Regions from separate parts of the Ovis aries genome. Here region 1 is linked to region 2. A link is a contact called in public Hi-C data. All regions are on one chromosome and are shown on one strand. Each heading gives the region's core, a stretch centred on a gene start, on an enhancer-like site or on the middle of the called end of the contact. The rest is flanking DNA. Distances are from core to core; before and after follow the strand shown. Region 1 overlaps LOC101123619 (cyclic AMP-dependent transcription factor ATF-7). Region 2 holds the start of LOC101123619 (cyclic AMP-dependent transcription factor ATF-7).

What was found. Hi-C and Micro-C count contacts between places; a contact is called where the count stands out from the background.
Region 1: a contact with region 2 is called in a Hi-C map of hypothalamus, with 2.1 times the contacts expected there. The contact joins the enhancer-like site here to the promoter of LOC101123619 in region 2. A contact is called at or near these places in 3 of 16 Hi-C or Micro-C datasets (hypothalamus, omental adipose tissue and skin fibroblasts).

What each region holds. Positions count from the first base shown.
Region 1 is chr3:132,971,895-132,976,325 of ARS-UI_Ramb_v3.0, reverse strand. LOC101123619 (cyclic AMP-dependent transcription factor ATF-7) reads right to left here. Exons shown (of 11, transcript XM_060412536.1): 3 at 2,584-2,702. Among named protein-coding and RNA genes, the nearest start is that of NPFF, 22 kb to the left of the region's middle. Within about 2 kb of position 2,910, at least 10 of the 54 cell types and tissues checked have an H3K27ac peak or open chromatin away from gene starts, as enhancers often do. A contact at or near this core is called in hypothalamus, where this site is marked.
Region 2 is chr3:132,902,107-132,906,167 of ARS-UI_Ramb_v3.0, reverse strand. LOC101123619 (cyclic AMP-dependent transcription factor ATF-7) reads right to left here and starts at 1,458. Exons shown (of 11, transcript XM_060412536.1): 1 at 1,022-1,458.

The DNA of each region.
Region 1 (4,431 bases), core at 1,661-4,160, 69 kb before region 2:
AAGAATGATGAACAGACCACGGCAAGTTCTGCCATTTGAAAGGAGAACTACAAATATATGCCACTGAGTTTCCCCCCACTTTCTTTTAATATGTGGGAGATAACAAGAAATGAAGATGACAGAAAGCTATAGAACTTGGAAAGACCCCCAGTGATAGGAACACTTCATTCTTATAATTTAAGATGGATGGAAAAATTGTGCACAAACTCTTTTGATTTACCTGCTGATAGCTTATAGCGAATGGTGTTGGATTTGTGGCCTCCAGAGGAGAGAATTTCGATCTGGGGACAAGGCTTGATCACTCCGAGCTTTTGTGTGGCAGAAGTTTTATTACAGTGAAAAGAGACAGCTTCTGACATAGACATCAGAAGTGGGCAATGAGTGCCCCAATCACTAGTTTGGGTGGGGCTTTAAGGGGATGACAGAGGATGAGATGGCTGGATGGCATCACTGACTTGATGGACGTGAGTCTGAGTGAACTCCGGGAGTTGGTGATGGACAGGGAGGCCTGGCGTGCTATGGTTCATGGGGTCGCAAAGAGTCGCACACAACTGAGCGACTGAACTGAACTTATATACTTTTTCAACTGGTACCAACAATAGATCAAAAGAGTATCTTAAGGTTGTAAAGGTCTTATCAGACCCACTCCCACAACATAATCTTAAAATAATAGGATTAGTCAGGTTTCTGTTAATGAGAAACATGTCTCCAAGAAAGATACTTTGTTGTTATATAATAATTATATACTATATACAGAGCTTAAGGAAAAACATACCATTGAGCAAGATATGCTGTTTTGTTGTATAATCCTTAGCTCTGGACTTAAAGAAAGCTGGTCTCAGTAGAAGCAGATTGTTGCCTTAACAACTCAGAGCTTTCCTCTAGGGCCCTGGCCTCCTTATCAACCTACCTAAGAATAAGCTCTCTCACTGCTATCTCCCTCTTAGAGGGAAAGAGTCCTCCCTGGAAATTTTTTCTTAAGTCTTGGCTTTCCTATATTCTGATGGAATTCCACGCCTCACTGCACCATGCAATTATGGGAGGTACACGTGTTAATGTGTATATGTTCTGAAATAGAGATATTAGATTTTTTTCTGAATTATTATGGAACACATATCTGATTTTAAGTAGTGACTAATAACCCAGAATTATAATTCTAAAATAGAGTAAACTTTGACTTTTTCTTTTGCCCCCAAACCCCTTATTCCATGGGAACTACTTTTCTTTGACTCTGCTTCTTGAACTATTTCCTCTGATCTTTCAAATTAAAGGATTCTCTAGGGATCTTGAATATAAAGGTTAAAATCAGGATCACAGCATCTCAGAATCTGAAGTGATTCCAATAGTTTAATCCTCTCCACAATATCTATCCTAAGAGACCTCCATATAATTGGACATACCTTGTGATAGCTTCCTATCCTGGTCCTATTTCTACTTCTGGGCCACAGAGAGTAAGTTTAACTCCTCTCTTACACAAAACTCTTCAACTATTTGAAGACTGCAATTTTGTTCCAATAAGATTTCTTTTCACACTTCCCTGGTGGTTCAATGGTTAAGACTCCATGTTCCCACTGCAGGGGGCACGGGTTTGATCCCTGGTTGGTGAACTAAGATCCCAATGCCACTGCTGCCGCTGCTGCTAAGTGACTTCAGTCGTGTCTGACTCTGTGCAACCCCACAGATGGCAGCCTACCAGGCTCCCCGTCCCTGGGATTCTCCAGGCAAGAACACTGGAGTGGGTTGCTATTTCCTTCTCCAATGCATGAAAGTGGAAAGTTAAAGTGAAGTTGCTCAGTCATGACTCCTAGTGACCTCATGGACTGCAGCCCACCATGGGATTTTCCAGGCGAGAGTACTGAAGTGGGTTGCCATTGCCTTCTCCCTGCAATGCCATTGGGTGTGGCCAAATCAAAATAAGAAAATAAAACAGGAGACAAGTATGATCCTTTCTATGCGATAAAAAATATATACATGTGTATGCAGGGAAAAAAATAAAAATAAAAAATAGCAGTTTCTTTAAATGTTCCCAAAGTGACCTAATTTCTGGTTCTTTCACTATCCTGTCTGATCGCCTTTGAAAGGCCTTTAAGAACATCCTTTCTTAAGCTTAATGTCTTGACTATTACTACAGAGTTACTTGGAGGTAGGAGTTACATACACTGAAACAAAGAAGAGTCAAAATTCAGTAAATGTATACTGATTGGCTGACTGAATAAAACAATCCAGGTAAGAAGTCTGATTAGCGCAGAAAAGAGTGGGATTTGGAAACAAAACCCATTGTATAACAAAATTTGAGTAACATATTCAGAACAAAAATAATTTAAAAAATAGATTACTGAACAATGTCCACTAGAAGGGCAAGAAAACTGGTTTTTGATGAAGACCCAACACTTGTGCTTATCCATCACCTGGACCCCCTAAAGACTTGAATAGCTAACAAGGATAAGTGAGTATTATCTGGTTCTATAGAACCAAGCCCATAATTTGTTGTTTTAACCAATTATGCAAATTATCCCAGAGCACAGTGCAAGTTGCCTAGATCTGCACACCACCAGTTTTTTAAGCAAAAGTCCCGCCTCTTGCCTTTTTTTCATCTTCATCTGCAGCCTTTTTGAATTCATGTTCAAAGGAGCTAGCTAGTTCATTGAAGAGTCCCACCTCTTCACAGTTCTTCAGGAATCGAGTTGGAGTAGGAGTTTGATCTGTAGACATGAAAAGAAAAGGAACGTTTATTTTAGCTTTGATCTGAAATTAAAACTAGAGAGCACATCAAGAACACATTTTTATTCTTCTGTTTGGAAAGAATCTCTGTGTTTAGGCAAATTTTGCTTTTATGGAGCACTAGTCAGTAAAGATTGGTGTTAGGCCACCAGAGGGTGTCTGTGCTGTGTTGCCTCAAGGCCAGCAGAGGGACGACAAAACAATGTTTCGTTGTGTGACTATCTATGTAACCACCTTTCTCTCAGAGGCTGGTTTCAGCTCCCTCACCCCCAAAACAAAACAAAACTGCCCACCAAGGTGAAGTCTGTGAAACTTTTAGGTTGGAAAATCAAGTACGGTTAAGAGACATTTTCTCTTTATACTTATTCTCTGCTAGGTCTGAAGTGAGTAGGTGTAAGCAGATGGACACTAAAATCTGATGAGAAGAGACTGAGGATCAGATGGCTGAGTCTACTTGCTAAAGCTACCAAGTAAGAAATGGGGCCTTGTTTTTCAGTTGTCACTAAGGTAAGAGTCTGCTACCTTCTTGAAGGCATGCCAGGCACATCTAGGGGCTGGGGAACAAGACAGCAAGATCGTGAGCTAGAAAAGGAAACTGCAAACAATAGACCTCACTGCATGGAGACCTGGGACCATGCACGTGGGATCTGCACGGAGAGCAAATTCCGGAAACCAGGATATTTGGATTTAGATTTGCCAGCCAAAATATCCTCTCAGAGGCTGCACAAATCTTTCCTCAGTACACTGCCTCTGCCCTTGGGAAGAGGAAGGCTCTGGGTAACCCACGGGAAGTTTTCAAGTGACTTGAATTTTAGATTTGAGCTTCTCTCTCCCCATCCTGTTTTTCTAGTTTTCCTCTCTTGCATGCTAGGTTGCTTCGGTCGTGTCTGATTCTTTGTGATCCTATGGACTATAGCCCGCCAGGCTCCTCTGTCCATGGGATTCTCCAGGCAAGAATACTGAAGTGGGTTGCCATGCCCTTCTCTAGAGAATCTTCCTGAATACGGGATTGAACCCGTATCTCTTATGTCCCCTGCAATGACAGGTGGGCTCTTTACCACTAGTGCCACCTGGAAAGCCCCTTTTCTCTTTTAGGTCAGTTGATTCTTGTTCTCTGGTCCTAACTCGATTATGATGGTTTTCCTTGCGGTGCTAATCACCCCGGGGATTCATTTCATATTCTAAACCACTAAACCGAATGATAGGGATAGAATGATATTTAAACAATATTTTAAGGAGTGAGACCTGGGGCTAAAATCACTCTTCCTAGCATGATCAATTGGGAATAGTCCAGTGGGATTTTCCATGGAAACAACGTAACTTTTTTTTTTTTAATTTAAACAAAACCTCTTCTGAATTAGAGTGTTTGGAAAACTTACCACTAACCTCCCAAAATAGTTTTAAAAGGTTCTCTGGCAGCTTTGGTTGGCCAACGATAAAGCCACTTTCCCTCCATCCCCGGGTGAGTGGAGGTAATATTCCCTTATGCTTAAAGAGTACTTCAGTAAGGGCACATAAAAAATCACAACTCAAGTGGAACAGGACAGGGCAGCTAAGGGCATGGTTACAGCAGAAGAGGGCCTTTTGGATCTCTGACCTGAGGCTCATATAAACTTTTTCCATTCTTGAACAAACAGCCAGAAAATGTATATAAAAAAAACCCTTAGCTTACTCTGATGATTCCAGAGAAATCAACAGGTGTTTATTGAA
Region 2 (4,061 bases), core at 209-2,708:
AGTACATTTTTCTGTGCTTAGAATACCTAAAAAACCGATGTCTCTGCAAGAATTGATTACACTACTGCAAAGTTTTTAAACATAGGAATCAAGTGAGATTGTGGAGAAAACTCTGCATACCCCCACAAAACTACACTTACTATGACACAACCCTCAGAGGTACTAAAACACCCTCTGGTAAGTAGAAAACAAACTTTACAGTCAGGAAAGTAGCAACGCGGGAATCTGGGTAGGAGGTGCCCTGGGCAGTAAACACCCCAGTCAGAGAACATAACAAGCAATTCAGAGCAACATATAACTCCCGATGGGGCTTTGACTTGGCCACTGAAGTCCCAAGCCCCCATCCCTGAGCTGAGGAACAGATGAAGTCGGGAAGAGGAAGAGACGGAGAAAGGAAATCAGAGTAGAAGTGATGAAAGTGTTCTGTTTTTCTCTTTACCACTATCCTAGCTTTCTTGCAGGCTGGTTACCAGACTGGATGCCATATTCACCAAAAGCTCTAAAATCACTTCTCAGACTTCTTCTGATACCTAAGCTAAACACCTGTCCATTATCAACCGTCTCCCAACCAAATACCTCTCCTACCCCTCTGGATTCCCCCATACCCTACCCAAAGTGATGCCTTTTGGCCACTACACCCACCCCTATTAAATCTTCCTAAACTCATTCACTTAATTTTCTTCATGCCCATACTTTTCCTCTGATATCTTGTCCCTGATAGTTTTTCTTATAATTCAATCGAAATGCCACGCTCTCACTTACACTTATTCCTCCCTATCTTCCCAGCAAAACCAAATGCTATGTTTTCACCTACTCAACCCTACCTCCTGCCTATTACCACTAACTCTTCCAATGCCAAGCCTCTAACCCCACTCTTTGGAGAAGTCCAGCGTCTTCAACCAGTTTAGTACCCTTCCCCTTTCTCCCATTCCACCCCATTCCAGGCTCCACTAGACTTCCATTCCCTCAGGATTCAACTCCCCTCTCCTTGCCACGCCCTGTGCCCCCCGGGGCTACTTACCCCAAGTTCTCCCCACACTTCAGGCCTCTGGCCCCGCCTTCCCCCCCCAAAGGAAGGAGGCGGGAGGAGGGAGAGAAGAGGGGCGTCACTCCGCAAGGTAAAGATGACCTCCCATTAGTGCTCGTCGCCGCCAATTGTAGCTTCCTTCTCTCTTATTGGTCGGCCTTAGCCCATGCCCCACCCTCTTCCTCAGACAGGGCCCGGCCACCGCCTCAGCGCCCCCGTCCAACACATACTGGGAGGGGAGACCCCGGTCTGGGACGCTGGGATTGACCAGAGTTGACGGGGAGACGCCCGTCAGGTCATGGACTAGTTAATGTTAACAGGACTCACCCTCTGGTAGCTCCGTCGCCTCCCGCCCGCCCGCGATCGGTCCCACAATCTATCTCCAGCTCCTTCTTTCCCCCCTCAGCGGAGCAGATACTTTTCTCTCGTCCGGCCAGGCGCTCTCACTTCTCGCGAGATGTAGAGAGGGGTTGGAGGAAGGGCGAGATCCGCCGAGCCAGGTCGGAAAGAAGCCGAGGGGCCGGGCTCCGGAAAAAGAAGGGGCGGGACTTTCGGTGGGCAGGGCTAGGGTGGGAGGCAGAGCGAGTTCCCGAGGCGCTGGTCACACGTGTTCGACTGCATAGTGTAAGGGGAAAAAAAGAAAAAGAAGGAATGCTTACAGGTGCCTGTAGTAATGGAGATCCAAAGTATTCTCATACTAGAGAATTAGATTATTACAAAAGAGCGCACTTTAAAAACAAGACAAGGTTATATACCTCAATAAAGCTGGTTGGTTTTTTTTTTAAAGAACAGGGGAAGGGAATTCCCTGGCCTACCAGTGATGAGGACTCCGCGCTTCCACTGCAGGGGCCACGGGTTCCAACCCTTGGGAATGGAACAAAGATCCTGCAAGCCCTGCGGGACGGCCAAAAAAAAAAAAAATTTTTTTTTTTAATCGTTTTTAAACTGGGGGAAAACCCGAGACAGCTACACAAGGTGATTCAGTGTTCCAAGGAGTCGAGTAGTTGTATTTTCTTCTTGGCACTTAGAATAGCATCACCGTAGCCATAGTCTCTGTTCTGTGTGTTGCTGTATATGGAGGTGGAGAGTTCTATCATTTTCTTTTGAGTATCTTTATAGTGGGGCCAACAATCCGATTTTACTCAGAGTTGTAATAATCAAATGAGATAAGCTATATGAAACTTGTTTGGTATTAAAAGGCACTATACTTATTACTCAGAAAGTATTTAAACAAATACTTAGAACATACTGTGTGCAAAGAACTAGGCATGGAAGAAGAGTAGACATACCAGTTCCCTACTCCGGTAGAATTTACAGTTTTAGCGGGGAGGAGGTTGTTGTTTAGTCACTAAGTCACATCTGACTCTTTGAGACCACATGGACTGTAGCCCTCCAGGCTCTTATGTCCATGGAATTTCCCAGGCAAGAATACTGGAGTGGATTGCCATTTCCTTCTCCAGGGCATCTTCCCCACCCAGGGTTAGAACCCGCGAAATCTTTACCATGAGCCACCTGGGAAGCCCTTCCCTGGGGAGGGGGAGACAGTTAATAAACATAAATATTTCAGTTAGTGAAGAATGCTTTAAGGTAATGAGACAGAAAGTGACCAAGAGTAGGAAAGCAACTTTACTTCTGTATTGAGAGACCTCACTGAAGAAGTAACCTTTGTACTGAGTTGAACTATGAAGAGACAGCTGTGGCATCAAATGTAAAGGCTATATTTAAAATTTTCTCATGTTGTTACCAAGGTGGTAAATTTTATATTGTGCAGTTTTTTTGTGTTGGTTTTTTTTAACCACAACTAAAAAAAAAAAAAAAAAACTTTTAAAATGTTATGTAATTATAAAGAGAGTTAACTCAAAAAATATTACCTATGGAATCTGTTTTCTCTCAAACTTCCTTTTGCGGCTTTATATTACACAAATTTCTGAACTTCATGCCTAGGATCTCATTTATCTTCCTAGCCTCTGAAATGTAGACAGAATCCAGGTGATTTCTCCCTATTGTACAATTGTGCTCATTTTACATGCTAGCAACGTAATGCTCAAAATCCTTCAAGCTAGACTTCAACAGTAAGTGAACCGAGAACTTCCAGATGTACAAGCTAGATTTAGAAAAGGCAGAGGAACCAGAGATCAACAACCACTGGATCGTAGAAAAAGCATGGGAATTCCAGAAAAACATCTATTTCTGCTTCATTGACTATGCTAAAGCCTTTAACTATGTGGATCACAACAAACTGTGGAAAATTCTTAAAGAGATGGGAATACCAGACCAACTGATCTTCCTCCTGAGAAACCTGTAGGCAGGTCAGGAAGCAATAGTTAGAACTGGACATGGAACAATGGATTGGTTCAAAATTGGGACAGAAGTACATCAAGGCTGTATATTATCACCTGGCTTATTTAACATCTATGTGGTGTACATCATGCTGAAATGCCAGGTTGAATGAATCACAAGTTGGAATCAAGATTGCCAGGAGAAATATCAGTAACCTCAGATATGCAGATGATACCACTCTAATGGCAGAAAGCGAAGAGGAACTAAAGAGCCTCTTGATGAAGGTGAAAGAGGAAAGTGAAAAAGCTGGCTTAAAACTGAACATTCAGAAAACTAAGATCATGGCATCCAGTCCCATCACTTCATGGCAAATAGATGGGGGAAAATGGGAACAGCGGCAGATTTTATTTTCTTAGGCTCTGAAATCACTGTGGATGGTGACTACAGTCATGAAATTAAAAAATGCTTGCTCCTTGAAAGAAAAGTTATGACAAAACTAGATAGCATATTAAAAAGCAGAGACATCACCTTGTTGACAAAGGTCCGTATAGTCAAAGCTATGGTTTTTCCAGCAGTCATGTATGGATGTGAGAGTTGAACCATAAAGAAGGCTGAAAATTTGATGCTTTCTAATTGTGCTGCTAGGGAAGACTCTTGAGAGTCCCTTAGACTGCAAAGAGATCAAACCAGTTAATCCTAAAGGAAATAAACCCTGAATATTCATTGGAAGGACTGATGCAGAAGCTCCAATATT